Linked DNA regions of Drosophila melanogaster: regions 1 and 3 are each linked to region 2. Evidence: chromatin contacts called from public Hi-C and HiChIP or PLAC-seq data. All regions are on one chromosome and are shown on one strand. The core of a region is the stretch at or near the end of the contact, and the rest is flanking DNA. Distances in the headings are between cores, read along the strand shown. Region 1 holds the start of Nup205 (Nucleoporin 205kD). Region 2 holds the start of GstT3 (Glutathione S transferase T3). Region 3 holds the start of lncRNA:CR44885 (long non-coding RNA:CR44885).

What was found. Hi-C and Micro-C count contacts between places; a contact is called where the count stands out from the background. HiChIP or PLAC-seq counts read pairs in DNA pulled down with a chosen protein or histone mark.
Region 1: a Hi-C map of the OSC cell line shows a contact between it and region 2, with 4 times the contacts expected there. The contact joins the promoter of Nup205 here to the promoter of GstT3 in region 2. A contact is called at or near these places in 12 of 107 Hi-C or Micro-C datasets (the D17-c3 cell line, the Kc167 cell line, the OSC cell line and 5 more) and 1 of 6 datasets of contacts at active chromatin or transcription factors (the Kc167 cell line).
Region 3: a Psq HiChIP or PLAC-seq map of the Kc167 cell line shows a contact between it and region 2, with 4 times the contacts expected there. The contact joins the promoter of lncRNA:CR44885 here to the promoter of GstT3 in region 2. A contact is called at or near these places in 1 of 107 Hi-C or Micro-C datasets (the S2 cell line) and 1 of 6 datasets of contacts at active chromatin or transcription factors (the Kc167 cell line).

What each region holds. Positions count from the first base shown.
Region 1 is chrX:19,850,698-19,854,381 of dm6, reverse strand. It overlaps Nup205 (Nucleoporin 205kD), which reads right to left and starts at 2,168. Exons shown (of 10, transcript NM_167687.3): 1 at 1,813-2,168; 2 at 1,410-1,733; 3 at 1,221-1,322; 4 at 568-1,130; 5 at 3-503. The coding sequence starts at 2,034. pico (pico,) reads left to right here and starts at 2,323. Exons shown (of 4, transcript NM_134519.3): 1 at 2,323-3,519. The coding sequence starts at 3,370.
Region 2 is chrX:20,465,842-20,469,963 of dm6, reverse strand. It overlaps GstT3 (Glutathione S transferase T3), which reads right to left and starts at 2,509. Exons shown (of 5, transcript NM_001298566.1): 1 at 2,194-2,509; 2 at 1,552-1,757; 3 at 1,271-1,417; 4 at 506-928; 5 at 168-444. The coding sequence starts at 1,388. The coding sequence ends at 299. It overlaps tbc (trabuco), which reads right to left. Exons shown (of 9, transcript NM_001298565.1): 9 at 2,899-4,122. It overlaps RhoGAP19D (Rho GTPase activating protein at 19D), which reads left to right. Exons shown (of 15, transcript NM_001298567.1): 15 at 1-9.
Region 3 is chrX:19,786,629-19,790,766 of dm6, reverse strand. lncRNA:CR44885 (long non-coding RNA:CR44885) reads left to right here and starts at 2,611. Exons shown (of 3, transcript NR_123962.1): 1 at 2,611-2,725; 2 at 3,472-3,561; 3 at 3,624-4,037.

The sequences.
Region 1 (3,684 bases), core at 919-3,418, 620 kb after region 2:
ACGTATAGTAGTTGCCCAGGGTGGTGAAGAAGTGATCCCAGCTAACCGCATACTTGCCGCCGGTGGCCATCTGGGGCACCCTAAGCATGTTGAAGGCGCATCGAGCCGAGAAATCGGTCCGTGTAAGTCCGGATATCATCTTGAGGTAGGCCTTGAACAGCGTCTGTGGCAGCAGGTCGCTGGCCAAGCTAATGAACTTGAACAGCGACACCGAGCGCGAGGTGTTCTTGAATGCCGTAGAGCCGTTGGGATCGCCGGGGCCCCAGTACTCGTTGCACAGCCTGATGGTGACGCGCGGATCGCCGTGCATCTTGGCCACGCACAGCATGAGCAGCTCAAAGTTGGAGTCCAAGTTGGGCGGCGGTTCCAGACCCTCGTTTAGGAAGCTGATGATCGTGTGTGACGACTCGTCTGCTCGGCCGCGCAGCTCCGACACCTTGGAGTTCATGAAGTCGATGAAGTCCGTGATGAGCAGATGGACGCGGCGGTAGAAGAACTGCGTGCTGTCAGCACAAATGATGATTAGCTTGCGAATCGGCAATTGACACTTCAGTTGTCAGTACTCACCTATAGACCAGATCCTTCTCGAGCAGCAAGCTGTGGAAGAAGACGAATACCTGCGCTCCCAGTGCCTCGTCGATGAGCATCTCATCGCGATTGATGATCGAGATGGCGGTGGCCTGAAGCTGCAAAGGTGCATGCCGCAGGCTGGCCAGCGTTAGTCCGAAGCTGTAGGCAATGATGGCATTCAGGCGCGGTGCTTGCCAGCTGCTCTGCGCGTACAGCTCCTCCAGGAAGCACTCGGCGAACTCGCGATCGCTGAAGATCGGAAGTCGGGTTGTGTGCTCATTGGGTTCCTCGGTGACCAGCAGCATGGAGGTATCGTACGCATACAGCAGAGCCATCAGCATGATCAGGGTCACGTCGTCCATGTTGCCGCCCGCGTCGTGGTTCTTTCGGTTGGCCAATTGGTGCATCAGCCGAATGGCAATGTGTCGCGGCAGGCCGCGTTGTGCCGACCAATTGAACAGGGCCATTGCCAATGCCTGTTGAATGTCCTCGTATAGGCCGAGCACCTGGTTCTGATGCTTCTTGGAGCCAAACGCGCGGTTTGTGGTCAGCATAGCGCACTGCGAACGTTGGACAACAAATGAATAACAATTTGCGAAGGAAGATATGCAATTTCAGAGAATTTCAGAAACAGGCGCATACAAACCCACCTCCTTGTCGACATCCATCTCCTCGAGCAGCTGCAGCAGGCGTCCCAGTATCCCAGAGCCGTCGACAAGGCTCTCGGCATAGTTAGTGACCAGACCGGTGATCTGCGTGCGTAGAACGATAATCAGGGTCAGTGAATCTCTCTTTCAGCGGCACTGCGATGCCTGCGATGTCGAAATCTCGAAACTTACCTCCTTGGGCAGTTCGGTGTTCCACGAGACGCCGCTAACCACCTGGAACATGTCGCGAAGCGTGCAGCTGATGGCCTTTCGTCCATCGTAGTAGAGCAGCACCGCGACAAGGCCTCTGGACAGGCCGGGATGATGCTTCTGCTGGCGCTGTGCGGTGCACAGCAGCTCCACGGCGAAACCCTCGTCCAGATCGAACATGTCGGACAGAATGACCGCCTCGTCGGCCAGGTCCTGTGACATCTTTGTCTTTCGCGAATGCCCCTGCATCGGGACGCCTTCGTTGAGGGCATTTCGTAGGAGATTGCGGCTCTTCTCGCTTCTCGGCTGCCGACATTTTCAATAATGGATTATCAATAATTAGTTAAATCTACGGATCTGCAAGCGCTTGTTTTGCTATACCCACCGGATTGCGCAGCAAGTTGCTGAAGTTGTGCTTGTACTTCTTGAGGCACTGCTCCAGATCCGAGGTGAAGCCACTGCGATTGGACACCGCGGTCTGAAAAGTGTTGTACAAATGCTTGTACGGCGTCCACATGTCCTCGATTACAGCTGTGGACGCATGGGTGGCATTAGTGATTTGGCGACCCACGCACATCTGCTCGTTGGCCAGGCACTCACCATCCATTTCACTTGGTTTTGCGGTTCGCTCAGTTCACGCAGTTCTTGCTGATTCGCAGTTATTGACTATAAAACGCGGCAAGATTGCTTCGCTTTGCGACAAGGCGCCGGTTACCAGGGCTGGGTGCTGCAAATACTGGAAAACACAGATGTTCACCACCGTACGAACTCACCACGCTCGTACGCGCTTCGGTGCTTGTGCCCGCTAACTGCGGTTGCTGCGCTGGCTAAACGGTTGATTCGAACCAAGTCAATCGGAAAATCGATGCTTATCGAACGATAATCGAGGCGCTGCATCGGTGCGTTGTCGCACCACTAACTAACACAACTTCAGTGCGGCGCGGGCGGGGCGTTTTCGTGAAAATCTACGCACGGACTTTTCGTAGTTACCCGATAGTAGCATCCATTTGTTTTGTTCCGATTCGCGTTTTTTTTTTTTTCTGTTCTCCGCCACTTGATTTGGCCAGCGAACGCACTGCCCAAGTGGTGTCCTGTTCGCATTGTGAGTGAATCACCGATGGCCGCGGGCAGGCTGAACTGCACCATAGTGGGATGCTGGTTCTGGCTGTCGATGCAAGTGGATGTGGAAGTGGATGTAGAAGTGTAAATGCAAATGCAATCGGCGCAGTTCGGCTGCAATAAATGCCAAAAGGGATACTAACTGCCAAAGCCAGTGCAATTGGAAGGAAAATTCAAATTTCATTGGGAATTATTCGAATTGGAATTGAATTTGTAACTGGAGTTGGAGTTCAGAGTACTTGGTACTGGGTGTGCGAGAGCGACAGAGAGGAAGAGAGGCAGTGCAAGTGTGTGGGGGTAGCAGTCACACAGGCACACACGAACATACTCACAACTCCAGTGCATAAAACTCCAAACTGCGTTCGCCTCTCTCTTTTCGTTTCGCTTGCTCTCTCCCCTACGTTCGCCCACGCAACGCCTGGCGAGCGAGAGAGAGAGCGGTATAGAAGAGCAAGGGAGCCAGAGCGAGAGAGCAAGGAAGTGGTTTTTCCACCGAAAATATGGACAAAGGCAAACTGCAGAGTTAGCTGAAAATAAAAAAAAATAAAAAAAAGGAACAAGACACAAACAGTGACTGAAATAGCGGTTAACAGCGCTCCCTTACGGCGAATCGTTGAAATTCAAGACGGAGAGCTATCGCATTTCTTCAATTATGTCTGTTTCGCTTTTCATTCCGCTGCAGTAAGCGATCGCGCGAAGGAGCAGCAATACAGAGAGCGAGATTTGGAGAGAGAGAGAGAGAGATAGAGAGTGCGCTCCCAATTGACGACTCCACTCCACTCCCACACACACTTAACCCCGCCCCCTCGCACCCGTAATTACTATGGATTGTGGTGGTATTGCGGCACATCAGCAACAACAACTACAACAGCAACAACTGCACTTACTCCAGCAACAGCTACAACAACAACACCACCAGCAGCAGCGGCAACAACAACAGCACAGCCTCGAGGAAGCAGCAACAATAACAAATGTAAGTATCTCCCAAGTTTCTCCAAATGTGTGTGTGCGTTTGTGTTGCTCGACCATTTCCTCTGTACTTCATAATTCGCTCCCACACACAAAAAAAAAAGAAGTCATAGGACAGAGTACACAGGAAGAAACTGAACTATACCTTTAAAGTACAGCTTCTTCAAAT
Region 2 (4,122 bases), core at 1,260-3,759:
AAAACAATTTTTTGTTAGACGTTAGGTAGTTATTTTTTAAAAATTGTATTTTCTATTATACATGTATACATCTATATATATTTTATTTGTATTATGATTTTTTTGAACAACAAGTAAATGTGGATTTTCTATAATGCTGACAACACAATAAAAAAGAAACAACCAATATTACGAATAAATTGTACAAGTATAAACCAGCGACAAGCTCTGTTTTATTATCGTTTTGTTTATCAACTACATATAAGTACCCAGCAATGATAATGATCTATGTACAGAATGGCTTTGTGAACGTTGGAGTTTATAGCTTGGCCTGTGGACCCGTTCCGGAGATTTTGTAGACGAACTCGTGGGCCACATCGTAGTACGGATTGCAGCTCTGGCGCACTCTCTTCAGCCACGCCCTGATCTTGGGGTACTTGATCCTGACATCGTAGTCGGCCATTCCTGGATTGCATGAGTGAATAATAAGAAACCTGTAATTATCTCAAACTGAAAGTATGCTCACGTGTCTGTTCGATTTCACAGGCTGCAAAGATGTCCGCAACGGTGAGGGAGGATCCGGTGAGGAAGTCCTTGCCCTCCAGCCAGACCTCCTCGACTACGTCGAGGTTGCGCTCCATCTGCATGCGGAACGTCTCGATTTTGGCTTCGGAGGGTGTGCGTCCTGTCAGAAGCGGCTCCAGCCACACGGTGCGGAAGTACATGGCGCAGGTGAGCCGCAGGGACATGTGCTGCCATTCGAGGAACTCGTCGACGCGGCTCTGGTCAACGAAGTACTTGGGATAGAGGTGCTCCGGTATCTTGCCCTTGGCGCTCAAATAGCGCAGGATGGCCACGCTCTCCGCTAGCTTGTAGCCATTGTCGTGGATGCAGGGCACACGCTGGAAGCGGTTAATCTCCTTCTTGAAGTCTTCGGTCAAGTGCTCGCCTGTGGGGCAAAGACCGTAGTCGAGATTAGATTGCACCCATAAATGGTGGTGGCGGTGGCAGTGGCGGGTGGAGCCATACAAAAAAAAAAGCACAGATGTTACCAAAACTATTAAACTAACAGTTGTATCAACGTAACGCACTTATTCACAAACTAAATAATATTTTATGGATAAATCCTTTTATCAAGGTACAATTGTTAAATGTGGCTAAAGCGCAAAATGATTGTGTATTGATCAGTGAAAAAGACGTTACGTTCTGTACTTCGTTTGAGATACGTGAGGTATTGGCACTCCTGTCCACCACATGGACACACTTTGACCCGCACACCGGTTACCCTTACCATTGCGCAGGGCAACCACGCAGTCTTCGAAGGGCATGTTGCTCAGCCGGAAGATAATGAACAACGCCCTCGAGGGCTGCGACATCAGGTCATAGTAGTAGCGAATGGGAGCGGACATCCTCAGGTTGGTTGGCTGTCTGGAGGGAACTGCAAAGAGAAGGTGCTTGCAGTGGTTAGAGGAGGCTTCAAAACAAATAAATGGGCGCCGGTCCAAAGATCACCGAAGAATCTCCACGGAAAGCCGCATAGCAGCACTACACCCAACACACCCCTGAACTCACCACAAACACGGTCGGTGGGCAACTGCAGCTATTCCACTGAGCCAACAACTTGGATCGAATCTAAATCAGCTGGCGGCGGGGCAAGAAGTCGTACGTAGTGAAGTGGTGAATTGTGGGGAGAGCGAGCTTTACGTAGTGGATTTCATCAACGAAAAGCTCTGCGCGCTCAGTAGTGATACGCGTTAGTGCGAAAATCAAGTAACGGACTTATAAACAATTAAGAAAAAAAATATTTCTGACTTAATATTTATTATTTATCTAAAAGTTTTTTAGATCACTGCCTGGCCAAAGAAATCGGATTAGATATTTAGTTTTAGATATCGTGTGATTTTTAGATATTTAGATATTTTAGATATCGTGTGATATGTTGGGAGTAAGCACTTCATTTTTTAAATAAACAAATGAAAGTTTCCAAGAGAGTTTATCAGATTTATAAACTTCTCCCGTCCTTCATTATGTTCTTTTTTTTAGCATAGAATAGAACTAGAATAATTCGAGTTCCTTACACTTACTAAACTTACAACTTTGTCTACTGCTTTTAAAATATATATTTATAAAGAAGAAATTAATTAATTATCACAATTAAATTAAATTTACTTTACTCTTATAATTCAACTTTCAAAACATTGATTTTAAACTAACCTCTACGTTTGAGCACCTCATCAAAGGCCACCTGCAGCTGATCCTCGTCATTGCTGAGTCCCAGTAAACTGGCCAAAAACGACACCGACATGACGAGATCCGAACTCCACTGAATTAAGCCAGTGAATGAACTGGATGATGCAGCTGCTCCAACTTATATACTCTAGGTCGTGGATGCGTAGAAAATGTGAATGCGAATGCGACTGGGAGTCGAATAAACAAAAATTAAAGAGAATAGGCGCAAGGTATTAGAAACCCTCGAGATAAGGCGGCGTAGTTCCCTCGTTGCACCAGCTACACTGCAAATCGAAAAACGAATTATTGTGAATATTGAGTAGGTGCTACCCTCTGATAATATTGCGAAAGATATAGGAAAGAGAGAATTCCATAATGCAATAATTAAATAATTAAAAATTCCAGTGCAACTGCGCTTCATACATCCGCCGGCCAATCGGAAATATGTATATTGTAGAGTAAATAATCAATCTATCTAATAGTTCTGAGCCATTGGCAACGGCGGAAGGCCAGGAATAGAAACTCCCCAGGGAAGGTCCGTCTTATCGCTCGATAAGGAGAGATTGTTTACCCCATTGCCAGTTCTGTGGCAACAGGTGCACCATTCACCTGAACAGCTGATGGATCGGGATTTATTTATCTGCATATATCTCGAAATAGCCATCCGCCACGCAAACTTCGTTTTCGATTAGGTATATATCGTATGTGTATTTATTAATTCCGATTCAAACATACCGACGTCTTTTGCTTTGTACTTGTATACATTTTAACTATATATATGTATATATATATATTCATATACAATTTGCGTGGGCGTGTATATATACACAGACGTATGTATGTATATACACACACGTATATATGTGGTTTTTTTTTTTTTAATTGAGATAAAGTGGAGCCAAGGTGTCATCCACCTCCTCTTTGGCCGGGAAAAGGTACATTTACAAAGAGTATAAATTAGGGTATAAAGATAATCCACAACATTTATACTCGGTGTAGAGAGAGAGATCACACAGTGGGGGAAATAGTTATTCGTACGCTTTGTAAATATACGTATATAAAAATAAAATACAATTAAATAAAACTGGGAACTTGATTTGGCTTGGCTTGGCAGCGCATAATATATGTAGATATAGTAGACACATAAGATCGGACGATATGCCGCCCATATATGTACATACAGATACATATGTATGTATATATGGTAGTTTAGGTGTACTTGACTTATTGTTGACTTGATTGTTACACACAATTGGATATTTTTCGCTGGTACTGAGTTTACTTTGCAACGAATTGTAATTTATAATTTGATGCATGCGTTTTTTTGTGTGATGTGCGATTGCAAATACAGCCCCTTTAAAATATTATTAGGCTTTTTTTCTTTTTTTTTTTGTTGCAAATTTTTCTGGTCAGTGTCATAATATAAGAACTTGAAATTTTGATAATATACATACAATAGAGCGTTGAAGACATAGACATCTAACCAACCACTCAGTCCAACGTTTTCTAATACTTAATATTGAAAGTTTCAAGTTAGGTAAAATGTATATTTTCCTTCAATTCAATTTTTTTGTTGTGTATATTGATAAACTAGGGCGAACCTTTGATATAACGTGATAAATACATTGCACCCTCCTGATTTTCTCTACATAATAAAACATACTATATGTACATATGTACTATATGTTTTTCGCGTATGTATACCAATGCACTGAAAACAAATTGTTCGAGTGCAAAGTGTGAGTAACAGATGTCTATACAGTTGTATAAGGTTTTAGATTTCATATATGATTTCATTCTTTTAATCAGAGTCTTATGCATTTGCTGCCCCTGTTTTCTGGTTTCCTTTACTTTGGGGATATGCTTGAGGAGTTTGGGAAGAACTTACTAGACCTACTATGGTTAAGTTACCAT
Region 3 (4,138 bases), core at 1,362-3,861, 680 kb after region 2:
AACCCATGTATTTCGGACGAGTGTGCGTGTGTAGTTGCCATGCGGTTAAAAAGGTATCTCGAAGATACTAAATACTTTATGCATGAATGTGCCAAATAGATTTACGAGAGTACAAGGAGCAGCAGGAGCAGCAGTCCTGCGAGTGTCCTGCGTGTGTCGGTGGTGGATTGTCCGACCATGCGTCGATATTAAATTTAAATTGGCGCTCGGATATTTTAGAGCGTTGGTAGTGGCGGGCGGGGGGGAATGGGGATTATTTGGTTCGCGGGGGGATGGTCATGTGGGCGAAAATGCGGAGACGGTCATGCCGCACGGTGGGGAAATACAGTTAAATTTCGGGAGTCCATGTGAAATTAAATGTATCAAGCTGCACTGAAAGAAATAGGTATGACCAAAATAAATGTCTATCCAGTATTACTATTATTTGATACTTTTTATAGTAATATTTCATTTCATTGTACATTAGTAGTGACAACCATTTTAATTTAGGTCAATCCAAAAATATATAAAATTCGCGGCCTTGCAGCTGTATCTTTTCAAATAATAAATAAAATAAAATAACAAAATAAAGTATTTGTAGTTCATTGAGCATTATTTTTAAATTGTTTTAAATGGAATTTAGCCATTTACAATGTACTTTACAAGCGAATATCTAGTATACATTAAAATCCTGGCCAAAAAGTGTTGCCTACCTAAGAGGGCTCTTCAGATTGCTAACGATAAGTATTTGCAAACAGCTCATATGGTCATGCAAAAATCATGTTTAATATTTTCAACTTTTTTGGCGCCACATTAACATTAAAACTCCACTCGAGATGAAATTATACTACGAGTAGATATCATAATATATTCCTTGCAATGTATGTACATATGTACATATGTGTGTGTCTGCGTTTGTGTGTGTGTATGCTTTTCATTATGTGGAAGCCTTAAATATTAATAACAGTTGCGATTTTAAATGATTAAAACTCGGCGCATGTGTGAGTAAGCCTGCTCCTGCGTTTGTGTTTGTGTGTGTGCGTGTGTGTGCGGAACAGAAGGTACAGTTGGCCACAGGAAATGCCAGCCAAGCTGTGACCCTTCCACATCCACATCCATTTCCCACCTTCCCACCATCCCCAACATTTTACCCACACTTTTCCCCCCCATAAAGCCAACTGCCCACGCCAATGGAGCTGCGTTTACCCAATTTCCGGTGTCACTTTGCCTTGTCGCACTATGTGGCAACTCTACGACTTTGTGACATTAATTAATAAATGAAAAAAGGTAGTTAAGATAAGAACAAAAAGCTATAATAAAAGATATATATACATATATTCCCACTTTCAATACAATCATCCGTTAGATTCAAATAGTATAATTCGTATACTCTTACTTTTAGTAGTAAAAATTGTAAGTTAACATTACACAGAAATAAATGTCTCGTAAAACAACCAATTCATTAAATTGAACCAAAATTTGGATCTACAAATAAGCATTTTACAGTGCTACACAACTGAAATGTACGTTTTGAGTAAGAGCGCCTTTTTGTAATAGTACAATCAGCATAACCCTCTAATTATCGGTATGCCGCACTAGAAGATTTATTTGTGTTTTCAATACATTGTGGATAAAATTAGATTAAGATTATCCCCTTTCACACCCTGTACGTAAATCACTGTTACCCTTTCTCTATATTTGTATAATCTAGTTTGATAATAATGAAATGGACACAGGGCACACTACTGTTACTTCGCATAGTTTTTCTGCGAGTGTAGCCTCTGCCTCAGCCGACGGCTCTGCCGCCGCGATGTTTTCTTCTCTGCTCATTTCGCTGTTCGTGTTCCATTGCCATTTTACTGCACTTCCCATTCGTATGCGTTAGTATGCGTGTGTGTGAGCTGCATTGTTTGCATTTCAAATTGAATTCCTTTACATTTTCAACTCCTTTTCGTGTCGCTCTCCCTCTCTCTCCCTTTCTCTTCCTTTGCCACTGCTTAAAAATATGCGATGGCATTTGGTTGTTGGTGCGTTCTGCATCTGCTGTTTTTTCTCTCATTGTTGTTTGGCTGTTGTTATTGTTTTTGTTGGCCAGCAAGCATTTTTCAATTATGATCGAGCAGTATTTGTCGCTCGTTTTGTTGTTTTGGTTTGGCTTAGTTGCCCATTGTGTTTTTCCATCGGCGTTCGTATCTGTATCTGTATGTGAATTTGTGTACTTAGTTTTTGTGATGGTTTTCTCGCATTTCACCCTGTTTTAAGAGGCTCTACGATCATTATTTTGCTTGCCGGCTGTTCGGCTCTTCCGTTTCTTCTTCTCCCATCGATCTTCTCTTTCTTCCCACCACCCATTCCCATCCCAATCCATCTATCACTATCACTCTCTTCTTCGCGTTTCTGCTGCTTCGTCTTCTTCTTCTTTTGGCGCGAGTAATTGAAATCGTAACTGGCAAAAATAAAAATCTTTGAGATATGCAAATGAGAACTGAAACTCAAGGCGCTGATGAGGAAGAAGCAGAGCACGATGAAGAGAGCGCTGTGAAAGATGATGAAGAAGAAGAAGAAGTGTTGGGCAAACAAGCGGAGATTGGGAAGAGAAAACGAAAGAAAACGCCAGGGACGAAAGAGAGTAAGATATAGATATTGTGCAAACGAAAACAGCCGACAAGCAAACAAGGCAACAAACGCAGCAACAACAACAGAAAGAAAAACAACAACAATGGCCCACCACAGCGATCCGCACAAAGTATTAATAATAATATGAATAATAGTAATAATAATGATCATATCTGGATGTATAGATGTACATAAATTGGTAAAGATGCGCCGATCAAAATCAACATATGTACATACTTTTTCCATTGGCAGATACAAGATTAAAAGATTGTATTTAATTTGCTTACAAGTTACATATTGTATATAAAAATGTGTTATGATATACTCATGTACCGGGTACAAAAATCGTATTACTTGAAAATATCTTTAAAATCAACCCTATAAAGTCGACAATATTCAACGCGAATGTTTTTATAGGATCGTATGTACATACATATGTACATATGCATGTATGTACATATACTTATGTACGTACATACATATGTACACAGGTATGTGGTACAATCCTTGAGTTTTTTACTATTAATTGGATTTTTTTTTCAAGAATCTACATACATATACATACTTTTAGAAAGTTTAGAAGGTTTATTTTCACAGTTTTATAGAGGAGATCTATAAAACTAAGATACCCACTTTTAGAGTATAGAAAGAAAAGTGAGCAATTTCTGCTGTGTAATTCATAATTACCGTGTGAAGAGTAAATACTAGATAATAGCATGCGTTTACATAGAAATCTACACAAGTACATATGCAAGTATATAAACAAATAAGTCTTCATGTACATACATATGTCAACAAATTTGAAAGTTGTGGTAAAATCCTCTCTATTTGATTTTAAACATACACTTACATTTAATTGATCAACTTTGCTTGCAGGATTCAATAATGAAACAGTGATGGCATAAACAAAGCTAATGTTTTATTTTAATTTAATTCAAAAACATATTGTTACTGCACACGACAGTGGTGAGTTACAGCATTGAAATCCTGCATACACGTCGCTAGATTGCATTATTGAGAATTCAAAGTTACAGGTGTAAGTTGCCCATCGTCCCGCGCAATTAAGAGAAAAGAGGGAAAAAAGTGACGGCGCTGGGACGGACATCTGTACCTGCTCAATTAAAAAGTCATTAACTGCGGCACACAAGTTGCACGCAGAGGAACCAAAAACCCGACCCGAGCGATAGAAGGACTGTGATTGACACCAGCACGCAAGATCCACCCTCCCTTCTCCGGCCGTCTGTCTATCTGTCCGTTCGTCTGTCCGTTCGTCTGTCCATTCGTCCGTCCGTATAAATCTGCCGATATAGCAGAGACATATCGATGCACGCACCTTGCAATTACCCGGTTGGATATCGAGGATCGAGATCCGAGTATGGAGGCATGTGGCGCAGAGACTCTGCGTAGAATTGCTCAAGTGGCAGGGATGGCAAATCCTATTCCGCAGGTGGTAGGTCAAAATTCAGGTACTCTACGCTCTTTTCTAACGTTATTTCAACGTGATGAGGCACCAGACTAAGAAAATACTATGAGCATTATTATT